Regions from separate parts of the Sus scrofa genome. Here region 2 is linked to region 1. The links are chromatin contacts, called in public Hi-C maps. All regions are on one chromosome and are shown on one strand. Each heading gives the region's core, a stretch centred on a gene start, on an enhancer-like site or on the middle of the called end of the contact. The rest is flanking DNA. Distances are from core to core; before and after follow the strand shown.

Region 1 (6,702 bases), core at 1,810-4,309:
ATTCTGTTTGCTCTGTTTTATAATCTGTGTCCATAGGAAACAATCTCCTACAATCTCTTTCAGGAGGTAGCGGTTGTGAAACTGTTATACCTTACTGCAGCTATAATACACTAAGCATTGCTACTCAGAGTGGGAAATTGGGTCCTTCAACCAGTAGAAATGACATTACCTGAAAACCTGTTAGAAAAGCAGAATCCAGGGTTCTACTCGAGACCTACAGAATTAGAATCTATTGTTTAATAAGTTCCCCAGTGCTCCAAATGTACATTTTTTTTTTTTTTTTGGTCTTTTTAGCTATTTCTTGGGCCGCTCCCGTGGCATATGGAGGTTCCCAGGCTAGGGGTCGAATTGGAGCTATAGCCACCAGCCTATGCCAAAGCCACAGCAACACGGGATCCGAGCCGCGTCGGCAACCTACACCACAGCTCACGGCAACGCCGGATCGTTAACCCACTGAGCAAGGGCAGGGATCGAAGCCGCAACCTCATGGTTCCTATTCCGACTCGTTAACCACTGCGCCACGAGGGAACTCCGAAATGTACATTGTTTTAAATAATTACTGCTCTAAAGTGTTTCTGATTCTTTATAATGGGAGGAACAACATCAAAATCAATAGGAAATAGATAAGGGGTGAACAATTTGTGATTTTTAAGCGTATGATGAAGCTGGCTTAATGAACTGAGTAAACTCCACATTTTCACTTTTATCTACTAGAATATACTGAATTGTCACTGTAGCAAGAAGAGAAGATTGCAAATATGGACAGGTTTGAAAAGACTGGAGTCATTTAGAATTCCAAATTAGAGAGCGGTCTAAAAAGGTTATCACCTTAAATGGCAAAGAGCAATAAACTCCACTCCCAGTAAAGAAACTGAATGATTCTCAGTTAACTTCTCATGGCCTTAGGGTCCTCACTGGTAAAACAAACAAACGAACCCCCAAATAAAAACCAAGAAGGGTGAGTGACCATTTTCCAGATCTAAAATGTCTTTATTCTACTTCATTTCTTTTGGTAGAAACTTGCCTTTTCTTCAGTACTTAAAAAAAAAAAAAAAAAAAAAAAGTTAAAATCCTAGAAGCAGTTATTAACAGGGTAGGAACTTTAATACAAATTAATTTCTTCCTGAAGTGAGAATCTTAGGCCCTGTAAGAAGAGGTAGAATGAAGAAAAAAAAAAAAAAAAAAAGGAAAAAGAAACAGAAAAGGCAGGGAGAAAAATACACACCCATATACATAGCTGTACTTGGTCCATTTTACTTGATATGTTGTGGACCGTTTTGGCTATGGCCTGTTTATTCCCTTTTTTCTTCTTTTTAAACCACATTTGTCTGCCTCCCTTAACCTTCCCTCTCCCCTCTGCCACCCCCTTCCCCCTTAATACCAAGTAAAGGAAGAAAGAGCACCATCAGATACTAGATTCACCTGCTTCTGGGTTTTGCCCTGTGCCTGAGAGAACAACGTCGGTGTTGAGTCCCCTTGAGCCTTAGGAGAGAAAGGACTTCAAAATTGTTCTTCAAAATTCTTCTTCCCGCACGGATTGGAATAATTACACAGAACCGATTAAGTAAATTCCCCTAACACCTGCTCCTCCTCATGCAAAAGTGTTGCTCAGTGGGTTAAATGTCTGGCCATCTTCAAGGAGCTCAACCCTATTCCCACAGCCGAGGAGGTCCCCAGTCAACCAACCGCTCCCAGGGAACTCTCCAAGGCCCCGAGAAGAGGACGCAGGAGAAGGGTTCCTGACGCAGCCTGAGACGGGTCAAGTCTCCGCAGGAATTCCCTGGCGGCCCCACGCCATCAGTGCAAGGAGGCAAGGCAGGATTCCTCCGTAGAGTTCACGTTAATTTAGGGCTTGGGAGCATGTTCTCTCGGGAGAGCTGTGGAACCCTAGCATGAAACAAACTCCTTGGCGTCTCTAAACAACCCCGCTACAAACGGAGCTCCAAGCCAGGGTTCCGAAGTGAAATTACTCAGCAGAAATTCGAAAGAATTAGTTTTATATGACAAAAAGTAAACTCAAAACCAAATACAAACGCAGTACAATAAATCAATTTTTTTCTCTCCCAATCCTCTCCGACGCACTCCTAACCAGTTTCCGATTTCATATAAAAGCGAGGCTTAATTTCTAATTTTAACAATATTTTCCTCCCCTCAGGGTGCAGGATTTGTTAGCAGCAAACTTAAACACGGGAGGATTTCTGCCTACATCAAGAACGTCTCACGATAACCAGAATCTACATATTAAAAAAGCCCAGCACAAAGTTTTTACTAAGCACATTTCCTTCCCTCTCAGGCCCTTAGTGCGGAGGGTCACACTTTTCGAATTAAAGCCGCAAAACCTCGCCTACCCAGTTTCCTGGGTCGTTTCGGGAGGATCTTAGGACACGAGTCCCCAGACAGCTGGCTGACGACAGCCAGCTCCCGCCCCCGCAGGCAGCACGGTTCTCGGAGGGATCAGCTTTGCGCTTGGAACCTCAATCCCAGGGGGAGGGAGTCGAAGTGGGGGGTTCCCCTGATTTCCACTTGGGCCCCCATTTCCCCCCTGGAGGCACCCAGGCCTCATCCCTGCCCTCCGCCTTCACACCCTCCCAAGCACAGCCACCTGGCCATACCTGCGCTTCCTCTTCCTCCGTCACCACCCCGATTACCGGGATTTGGCGAGGGCTGCTGGACCTGATTCTGCTGCCCGGTTCCCAGGCCTCGACCTTCGCTTCAGTCTCGGCTGTCGACATGGCTGTGGCGGCAGAGTAAGGAATGGAAGTCCTCCTGTCATACACTGTGCCCGCAGCCGCGAGACCCAAAAAGGCCGCGCCACCGAGAAGTGAGGGCCGCCTGAGAGCTGCTAGAGTCTCAAAAGGCCCGGGGGCTCCGGCCGTGACCTCGGCCACCGCAACGCCATCCGCTTCCCGCAGCCCACCGATGCACCTTGGTGCCTGCCTGCTGCAGGTTGCTAGCAAGCCAACGCGTTGCTAAGGGCGGGGCCAAAGGCTGCAAGAACGCAGGCTCCGACGGAAGCCCAGGGATCCAAACTAACCAAACTCTAATCTGTACCTCCAAACCGGGAGCAGAATGGCTGGGAATGGCTGATTTGCTTGCGCGGCAGAGGGAAACGGGGGTGGGGGTTGAGGGAGACCTCGGTGTGTAAGCTTGGAGTGTTACTTGGCGCCCTGTGTGTCTTGGTAGTTTGCTCTGAGCCTTGTAAAAACAGGCATGAGAGTTGAGGGATGGATGTGGGATTCGAGAAAGATGGAGGTTGGTCTGATAGTGTTGGAAACTGAGTTTACGTCACCCCAGAGAAGTGCCCAGTGTCACCTACGTTCCCCAACTATTTACTTCTTCTGTGCTTTTGTTGCCCTACCAGTTAAATAGCCACCAAGGCATTGTACACAGTGTTAGAAGGCTTTCATGTCAAATCATTCAGTCTACAGCAAGTTAACCCCTGGAAGCCCACTGTTTTCATCAATAGGATAGCTGTAAGAAGATTAAATCAGACGGTAGTTTTTGTAAAGTGGTGTGTGGCACATAATAAGCAAGATTATCTGAATGACATTTCTGGCCCTATAAATAAAAATGAGCGGAAAACCTAGATTCGACTTGGCAGCACTTTGTGTAAATCATAGCCAAAGAAACCAAGCTTCTTTGAAAGAGTATGAAGCCCTTCCAGTCCCTGTTTTTATTCCTTTATCCTCTTTCCTTAACCCCAGTCCTCTGAAGCTGAACTGACTGAGGTCACCAACGCTTGTGGTCAAAGTCTGGACACTTAACTGTCCTCACTGTGATGTATGTCTGTAGTATTTTACACTGCTGACCATTCTCTTCTTAAAACTCCCTGGCTTGGGCATCAGCATTCTTTCAGTTTTTATCTTTAAAGTTACTCATTGGTGTTTTAACAGCGCTTCGCAAGCTTTACACCTAGAGGTGGTTCAGTAAGTCTAACAGTTGCTATTACCCCAAGCGAGTGCAAAGGGCGTGTCAAGTGTATTATTAACATAAACTTAATTGCTGTTGCGCATTCCAAGTGTACTACATCAAAAGGAGACTGAAACCACTTGGATAAGCACAATGGAATCCTGTAAGAATAGCACCCAAACCCAAGATAGTGGGTGGAAAGCTGACAGTGGGGTGACTTGTCATCCTTCGAGTGCTCACCCGGGTATCTCAAGATGAGGAAGGATGAAGATGGGGGTTGCCAAGGAAAATGTTCCACTTAAAGTGGAGCTTGCCTGGAAGATTTCACCTGACTTTTGTGATTTGGCACAATAGGTTGAGGCTGATAAAGGCCCATAAACCTCAAGTACCCTGGGAAGTCAGACTCTCCTCAATGGACTTAACTGAAGGCATTTTCCTAATGAATGAACAATGGGACTTTTGTTTTATTTGAACCAATTGTGTACTTAACTATATAGTCATTCTGTGCTATATCCAGAGTACAAATTTCCCATCCTTCTTCAGTACAATTCCCATGAACTCCCTCTTCTAGCACTTAAAAACTTTTGGCGGAGTTCCCGTCGTAGCGCAGTGGTTAACGAATCCGACTAGGAACCATGAGGTTGCGGTTCGGTCCCTGCCCTTGCTCAGTGGGTTAACGATCCGGCATTGCCATGAGCTGTGGTGTAGTTTGCAGACTCGGCTCTAATCCTGCGTTGCTGTGGCTCTGGCGTAGGCCAGTGGCTACAGCTCCAATTAGACCCCTAGCCTGGGAACCTCCATATGCCTTGGGAACGGCCCAAAGAAATAGCAAAAAGACAAAAAAAAAAAAAAAAAAAAAAAAAAGTTAAAAAAAAAACAAACAACTTTTGGCTGTTCCCCATCAGTGAAATCAGGGAAATTCTTCATAGAATGTGTTCCCTTTCTGTGTTCCACAGGTGGAATTAATAACTTTGCAAACTTTTTTTTTTTTTTTTTTTTTTTTTAGCTCTTATGGTTTTTGTTATATTCTCTGACAGGGGACAAGCAACCAGGATGGAAGTCCTCAAACACCCCACACTCAAGCCATCTTGACTGAATTACTTGCAGTTTTACACAGGTGCCAAACTTCCTCCTGCATTACCTTTGTATTTGTTGTACATGTGACTGTCTTCAGATGTCTAACTCCCTATGAAATGCAGCTCACGTGACGTTTTTAAGGAAACCTTCTTTACCTCCTCTGCTGTGATAGGTGCCACTTTGTCATTCTGTCTCCATACTCACCATATACTTTACTGGTGTTTACTGGCTCAGGGCTTCTTACTAGACTGACTTTTGAAAATAAGGAGAGTCACCCAGGTTTGCACCCCAAGCCCTCATCATAGAATCTGGAGCGGTGTTTCTCAAAACTTAGTGTGCATCAGAATCATCTGGAGACCTAATTAGGACTCCCGAGCCTCACCTCCGGAGTCTGCTTCCATAAGTTTGGGTGGGGTTCAAGGGTTCGCATGTACAGTTGACCTTGGGACAACACAGGTTTGAACTTCGGGGGTCTGCTTATACATGGATTTTTTTTTTTCAATAAATACATACTACTGTTCCACACAATCTGGTTGGTTTAATCTGTGGATACAGAACCTTGGATACAAAAAGCTGACTGTAAAGTTATAACTGGATTTTCTACTAAGCTAGTGTCTTGGCAGCCCCTAAGCCCACATTGTTCAAGGGTCACCTATACAGCAAGTCCCCAGGTGATGTTGATGCTTCTGGTCTGGTAACCACACTTTGGGACCTCCTTGTCTAGATCATACCAAGTACTCAGTAAATGTTCATTAAAGATTTCAAGGGTTACTTTTTTATTTGACTTGAAGCCAATTTAAAGCATTTCCTAAGTTACCCAGAGTGAGGTAAACATTAAGTCCTTGCTACTTAAAGTGGTGTCCTGGAACTGTCTACACAGGTCTTACAGAAGGGCTTACTAGGAACACGGACATTCTGGCCCCATGGTGGACCTACTGAGTCAGAATATGTCACTTTTAACAAGATTCTTAGGTGATTAGTATGCATGTTAAAATTGAGAAGCACTGCTCTAGTGTGTGTAGTATATTTTCATTAGTATTGTTTTGGCAATTGCCATAAAACTGGCTTTCATTAAATACTCAATTTGTGAACTTTCCATGTCCTTTGTTTTCTTACTGATGACAATGTTGGATATATTTGTTTTTCTTCTTGTTAAGGGAACCAAGTGTAAGCTTTCTGAAAGCTTCACCTGTTTAAAATTAGGTAGTAGATGAAGTTTAATCATTATTCCTTGATCCTTCCTTCCTCCCTCCTTCTCTCTTCCTTCCTTTTTTAGGGCCGCACTTGCGGCATATGGAAGTTTCCAGGCTAGGGATCTAATTGGAGCTGTAGCCACCGGTCTACACCATAGCCACAGCAACACCAGATCCAAGCTGCATCTTTGACCTACCCCACAGCTCATGGCAATACCGGATCCTTAACCTACTGAGTGAGGCCAAGCATCAAACCCTCCTCCTCATGGATACTAGTCGGGTTCATTAACCATTGAGCCATGATGGGAACGCCAGTTGATCTTTTTTTTTTTTTTTTTTTTTTTTTGTCTTTTTGCCTTTTCTAGGGCTGCACCCGAGGCATGTGGAGGTTCCCAGGCTAGGAGTCTAATCAGAGCTGTAGCTGCCGGCCTATGCCAGAGCCACAACAACTCGGTATCCAAGCCGAATCTGCGACCTACACCACAGCTCACGGCAAGCCAGATCCTTAACCCACTGAGCAAGG
Region 2 (6,370 bases), core at 1,582-4,081, 130 kb before region 1:
GAATCCAGTTTCCTGTTGGTTTCTGCTCATTCTCCCTAGTATGCTGTGAGCAGCTTGCAGAGTGCTAAGTCATTTTAGGAATATATGAATACATGATGACTACTGGGCCCTGATTCAAGACCACAGCAACTCACAAAGGTAGGTAGGTACTAATGATGTAGAACTGGACAAGGAAGTTGTATTACCAAACAATATTCACTCAACAGATATTTACTGAATATCTAACACATGCAAAACACTCTTTTAAGCCTGAGAGGAACACCGAGGCCAATAATATCTGGACCTTGCCCCAGTGTGTTAAGTGAGACTGAAGCAAAGAATATGCCCTTTGTGAGCTCAAAATGCCAACAACAGTGAAAGAGGTACCTAATTATTACCTATCAAGCGATCACTGTGAGGTGTTAAGCAAAATGATCCATTAAGACACCTGTTCATAACATGTACCATTCAGGGCTAGAGAAAAGCTGAGCAATAATGATTTAATCAATGTTGTGAAGACAAAAATAAAAGGCTCCCTCAGTTTCTTTTTCTTTTTTTGTCTTTTTGCCATTTCTAGGGCCGCTTCTGAGGCATATGGAGATTCCCAGACTAGGGGTTGAATTGGAGCTGTAGCCACTGGCCTACACCCAGAGCCACAGCAACTCGGGATCCGAGCCACATCTGCAACCTACACCACAGCTCACGGCAACACCAGATCCTTAATCCACTGAGCAAGGCCAGGAATCGAACCTGCAAACTCATGGTTCCTAGTCGGATTCGTTAACCACTGAGCCATGACGGGCACTCCGCCCTCAGTTTCTTTCAAATCTTCAGAACTTCAGAACACCCATGCAGAATCCTAATCAATCACAATGAGTTAGGGGGCAAATACTTGGAGTATCGATGTAACTGATATTTCTCCAATGAAGCTGCCCTGTACCCCTGATTCTTACAATTCAAATGGAATGAGAAACAAGATCAGGATGAACGACTTTATTAATAAATTTCTGTAGTTCTTAAGTCTACAGACTATAAAACAATATTTTTTTCAGTATCAAGTGTGTTCAAATTTATCCTGCATCAAACCAGTACAAGGGTTATACCAGTCCCCTGAATTGGCTCCCATCCCAGAGTAGATTAACTAAAAGTCCTATTTGGAGAGCCAACAAGTATACCATGGCCTTTTTCAGAAAGGAAATACTATTAATCTCAATTTAAATAAATTCAACCTCAGTGCTGGAATTAATGCCCAAGCTCTTTTTAACTTTCTTTGACTGCTCTACTTTTTATGCCCTGCTCTTAGCTCCACATATGTATGATTTGATAAGAAGTAGTAAAATCCCACTAGAGAGAGGAAGTAATATTTTAAAGATGGTGGAGAAAAGAAATATGTTTACATTTAAAACTGAAAGATAATGTTGACTCGTGGATTCAGATTTGTTCATAATGGGAGGGTAAAAAGGCTTTTACTCTCGAGCTATACCAATTAGTTAAGAATCTGAAATAATTTTTTCAAGTGCAAATCTAATCATCTCAATACTTTTCTTACCATTCAATGGCTATTTCCCTCAGAATAAAGTTTCTAAAGTTTCAAATCCTTCCCATAGTTTCCAAAGTTTTAAATCCCACCATCTGGGTTCTGCCAAATTCTCAATCCTTATTGCATCACTCTCCCACCTTACATATTACCGTCTATGTAGCCATACTGCTTTCCTTTTTAACTTTTCCAATTCTGTTTTTCAATTTAGCTAAGAGCTTTTCTCCCTGCTGTTCTTCCTCCTAGAACTTTCTTAATCCCATCTTAGCTAATAGGCACTCATCTTTCTAGCTTCCAAGGAGGCTGGCCCTAAACCTCCCCTCTTCTCTCCACCCTTCATCTTCCCCCTGCCTCTAGTTACACGCTCTGGTTGCACCTTTGTACTTTTTCTTTGGTAGTGAGTGATTATGCTTATATTCCTTGTTCAGTATTTATCTTTCCCACCAGACTGTAAATTCCAGGAGGACAGAGAGCCTTCTGTTTTATTTACTGTGTCCAAGACTGGCACATAGAAAGCACTCAATTATTTGTTAAATGAATGAACAAACATGCATGGCTTGTCGTTTCCATCTGGGAGGCAGTGGGGTACTGCAGCCCAGGTGATCAAAGACCCAACTGCCAGTCATAAACTACCATTTGCAAATTGGGAAAGTCACCCACAGCCTCTGAATCTCGAATTTCTCAAATGCCCCCCAGGGTAGTTGTGAGATCACAAATAGTAAAGCTTTTTTTTTTTTTTTAAACAGAATATGGTCAGATATTTAAGTTTATGACCATTGTTGGTAGGCTTATTTGAAAGTATTCTGAGAGTAGTTACTGACCAAATCAGACCAGAACTCTATTCAACACACAGTTTCACATATGTCATTTAACTATATATTCCTCAATGACTTGCAGAGTTGATGGATAAAACTTGGGACACAACTGAAGGTTATCAAAGATATTTTCAGTAAAAATATTTTCAAAAGGATACCTTTTCTGTGGTTTTGAATAGAGGTCAAAGGAATCTGGAGCAAGATTAGTGGCTAAGAGCTTTAGGAACTCCTAGACTCATTACTGTATTTTTTCAGGAACAATTCCAAGGACTAGCTGTATGAGTCACAGCATCTACATTAATTCTTGGGAGTAACACTAGCAGCCCCTCCCTTCTACCTGTAATTTGGCTTTTATTAGAAACTGTAGGTCATCGTCATTGCTCTCACAAGAGAGGTCTGTCCCCTATTTTTCTAAACAAGAGAAAAAAGTGTCATCTGATATACAAAAGCAAAGGAAGTATAAGATATAATCAAAGATGTACTTACTCTTTGAGGTACTTAACAGTTCTAAAACAATTTTAATCAACTTAGAAGAAACAGATGCACATCTCAAAACACAGCAGAAATGATCTGGGCCTAAAGAAATAGGAAAAATACTCTAAGTGAATACAGTGCTTCTTTAAAAACTCAATTTGAATTCACATGGAATTAGGAAAAATAGTCAGCAATTATCTAAAACCAATGAAATGTTAAACCAAAAAAAGGTGGGCAATAAACTTTTTTTTGTCTTTTTTGCTATTTCTTTGGGCCGCTCCCGCAGCATATGGAGGTTCCCAGGCTAGGGGTGAATCGGAGCTGCAGTCCCCGGCCTACGCCAGAGCCACAGCAATGCAGGATCCGAGCCGAGTCTGCAACCTACACCACAGCTCACAGCAACGCCGGATAGTTAACCCACTGAGCAAGGCCAGGGATCGAACCCGCGACCTCATGGTTCCTAATCGGATTCGTTAACCACTGCGCCACAATGGGAACTCCAATAAACTTTTTTTAAGTCAGTTTATTCTTAAATTCACACAATACCTATACATAAGATAAAGAAAAAAATTAACACTCATTTTGTGATTTGAGAAGATAGGGAAAACAGAGATAAAAATCACTTTGCTGTCTTAGAAATAAATGATCAATATTTAATTGAATTTTTTAGATCCTTTCATGACTATAGTGAAAGAATACAGAGGACTGATGAAACACTGTGCAGTTGTCATGGCCTAAGAGAAATTCAGGATGTTTCTTTTATACTTTTTCAAAGGACACCGACAACAAAACTAGTCCAAACTGATTTGTGCTGTGCCTCCTAAAATTTGCAACCAGAATTTTTTTTTTTTGAGTTTATAGTTCCAATAGCTCAACCCACCATTTAAATGTCCCATATATCTTTTTTAAGCATCAACAACTTCCTCTTCAAACATTATTTACCTCAAATAGGTAGGACGAGAATGAAAACTTGTAAATGCCTGACAGCTTCCTGGATTAATGCTTTCAGGGCTCGTCCTACTATGATCATTATGTAGAACAGTGTTCTCAACAGTCTCCACAGAAGAGCTTTCAATCAAGTTTTGGTTTCTGTTTTTTCCTTTTCCAAATGTTATGTTTGAGCTGCTATCAAGCATTAACTGCTCACTCTTTTTAGGGCCACACCTGCAGCATATGGAAGTTCCCAAGCTAGGGGATGAATTGGAGCTGCAGCTGTCGACCTACACCACAGCTCACAGCAACGCTGGATCCTTAACCCATTGAGTGGGGTCGGGGATTGAACCTTCGTCCTCACGGATACTAGTCATGTTGATAACCCATTGAGCCACAATGGGAACTCTCGACACTTTTCTTACAATAAAAAAACAAACAAACAAAAAACCCCAACAAAATAGGATCTCTGAGCAATCATTTCTAAGTGAGGTCATCCAGTCAAACCTTCTAATGTCCTGATGGGCTTCTGGCAAAACCTGTAACAGAATCTGGGCTTCAAAGGAAAACAAACCAAGCTCTCAGAGGAACTCGCACTCCCCCCACCCCCGCCCTCGCTTTGAGCTGTGTCCTTAGGGGACACCAGAGCTGGCAGAAAGAAAGAGAAGGGGCACAAAAAGAGCTTTCCTGGTTACAGCCAATGGAAAGAGACCGCAACAGTGCCTATGAATGCTCTCTGAACAAGCCTATCCCTGCAACACTGAGTGGGTTTGAACCGCGAGCAGGTCATCATTACACAACCAGCAGGGGCTGGTGATTCAAAAATAGCAACTTGCAGCTCCACACAGCACAGCCGGCCAGCCAAACCCCAAGCCCCTGGCTGCTCCGGCCAGAAACCTGGGCATTTCCATACTCCTGAGTCCAAAATAATTTTTTTAGAGCTTTATCAAATACCTCCTCACTCAATTTTCACCTCCACAAAGGTGGCCAGCAGTTTTCCACGCTGAAGGATTCCTCTCGTTTCAGCAAACTTACACAAAACCCTTAACTACTTTTGCAAAAGACCCAGAAATCGGAATATTCTTGACCACACCTACCTGTTCCTCACATCCAAGGCATATTACTCGCCCCCACTGAGAAGCCTCCAAGCGCGTCTCCCTCCCTGCGTCCCAGGAAGTGCGTTCCCAGCGAGCTGCACCGGGGGCTTCTGGGACCGGAGTCCGGCCCCCCGCATAGGGAGAGCCGTGGATGCCAGGGAGACTACACTTCCCAGAATCCACCGGGCTGCCACTTGCAGGCAACATCCTGCCACCACCTCCCGCCGCTCGGCTCCCTTCCCCCTCCCCATTCCTCTGGGACTTTCAGTTCCGTCCAGGTTGGGGTTACAGGTCTAAAGAAAAGCTAAATGAAGCAACACTGTTTACCTCAAATAAACAGTTGGGTACCCAAGTAAATATTTACCACTAAATCACTTATTTACCATTTTCAGTGGAAAGGAGGGGGAGGTCGGAGTGATTTTATTTTTACATCTTTTTTTTTTTTTTCCTACTTGCTGTTTCTCAAGTAAATTTAACTCAAAATAATCAATATGCCATTGAGGCATATGCTGAAATGTCATGAACACACACGCACACACCACATAAATGGAGATAAAGTAAATGTGGCAAATGTTGGCAATCATTAAATCTAGAACAAGTATACGGGTGTTCATTGTACTAATCAGACTGTCTATACCTTTGAAAAATTTCAGAATAAATAGTTTGAGAAAAAGCATCATAGTTTTAAAAAGTAAAGGATGGCATCCATCCCTATCCCACTTTGCTGTTAATTGACCTTGGATAGGTTAAGTAACCTCTTTGTAACTCAGAATCCCATCTGTAATAATAATGTATTTATACATCAAAAACTATGGTGAAGAATGAGTTACTATACATAGAGAAGTTTACAAGAGTGTCTGACACATGATAACATATGCATAATACGTATTTGCTATTACCTTTTGACATTATTACGTTCCTCTAGTAACAACAGGACTATTCCTTAGTAACCAAAAAGGTTACTATCTCTTCACTCCTACCACCCTCTCATCTGACATACAGCTTCATAGGATGTAAGATTACTTAAATCCAGAAGTAATCCAATCTCCAAATCCCAAACCCCTGTAAATGTGGACAGCCTTAGGTGGCAAAAAGATCTCTGGGCACAGAAAGGCTCTGGGCTCCAGGCCAGCTCTGGCAATAGCAGATGGATGATGATAATATGCCACAGGTTGACTCACTTCTTTGCCCTGAACTTCAGTCCTCATCTATAATTGAATTTAATCAAATAACTATGTACAAAGTCATCTTGCAATTTATTTCCCTTCACTGATGCATACTTCCTGGATAGCAAACTTTAGGTGGGATGTGTTATGTATCAATTTTTTTTTTTTAAACCGTCCAAAAGGAAGGGAAGACAACCCTATTTCTAGACTTACTGATCAAGTTCAGGTCTATGGTCAGCCTGCCTTTAATATAGAAAATTTGAAACAAAATATTTACATGCTCTAACAGGACTAGAATATTAGTATAGCATTCTCAGAAGCACTTTAGGTGAGATTTTGAATGAACGATTAATCCCGGCTTCTCACTTTTTC

The links. Hi-C and Micro-C count contacts between places; a contact is called where the count stands out from the background.
Region 2: a contact with region 1 is called in a Hi-C map of undifferentiated spermatogonia, with 1.5 times the contacts expected there. The contact joins the promoter of CLDN12 here to the promoter of CFAP69 in region 1. A contact is called at or near these places in 1 of 5 promoter capture datasets (liver) and 2 of 47 Hi-C or Micro-C datasets (epiblast stem cells and undifferentiated spermatogonia).

Annotation. Positions count from the first base shown.
Region 1 is chr9:70,369,779-70,376,480 of Sscrofa11.1, reverse strand. It overlaps CFAP69 (cilia- and flagella-associated protein 69), which reads right to left and starts at 3,059. Exons shown (of 23, transcript XM_013979666.2): 1 at 2,613-3,059. The coding sequence starts at 2,732.
Region 2 is chr9:70,498,373-70,504,742 of Sscrofa11.1, reverse strand. It overlaps CLDN12 (claudin 12), which reads right to left and starts at 2,831. Exons shown (of 2, transcript NM_001160079.1): 1 at 2,818-2,831.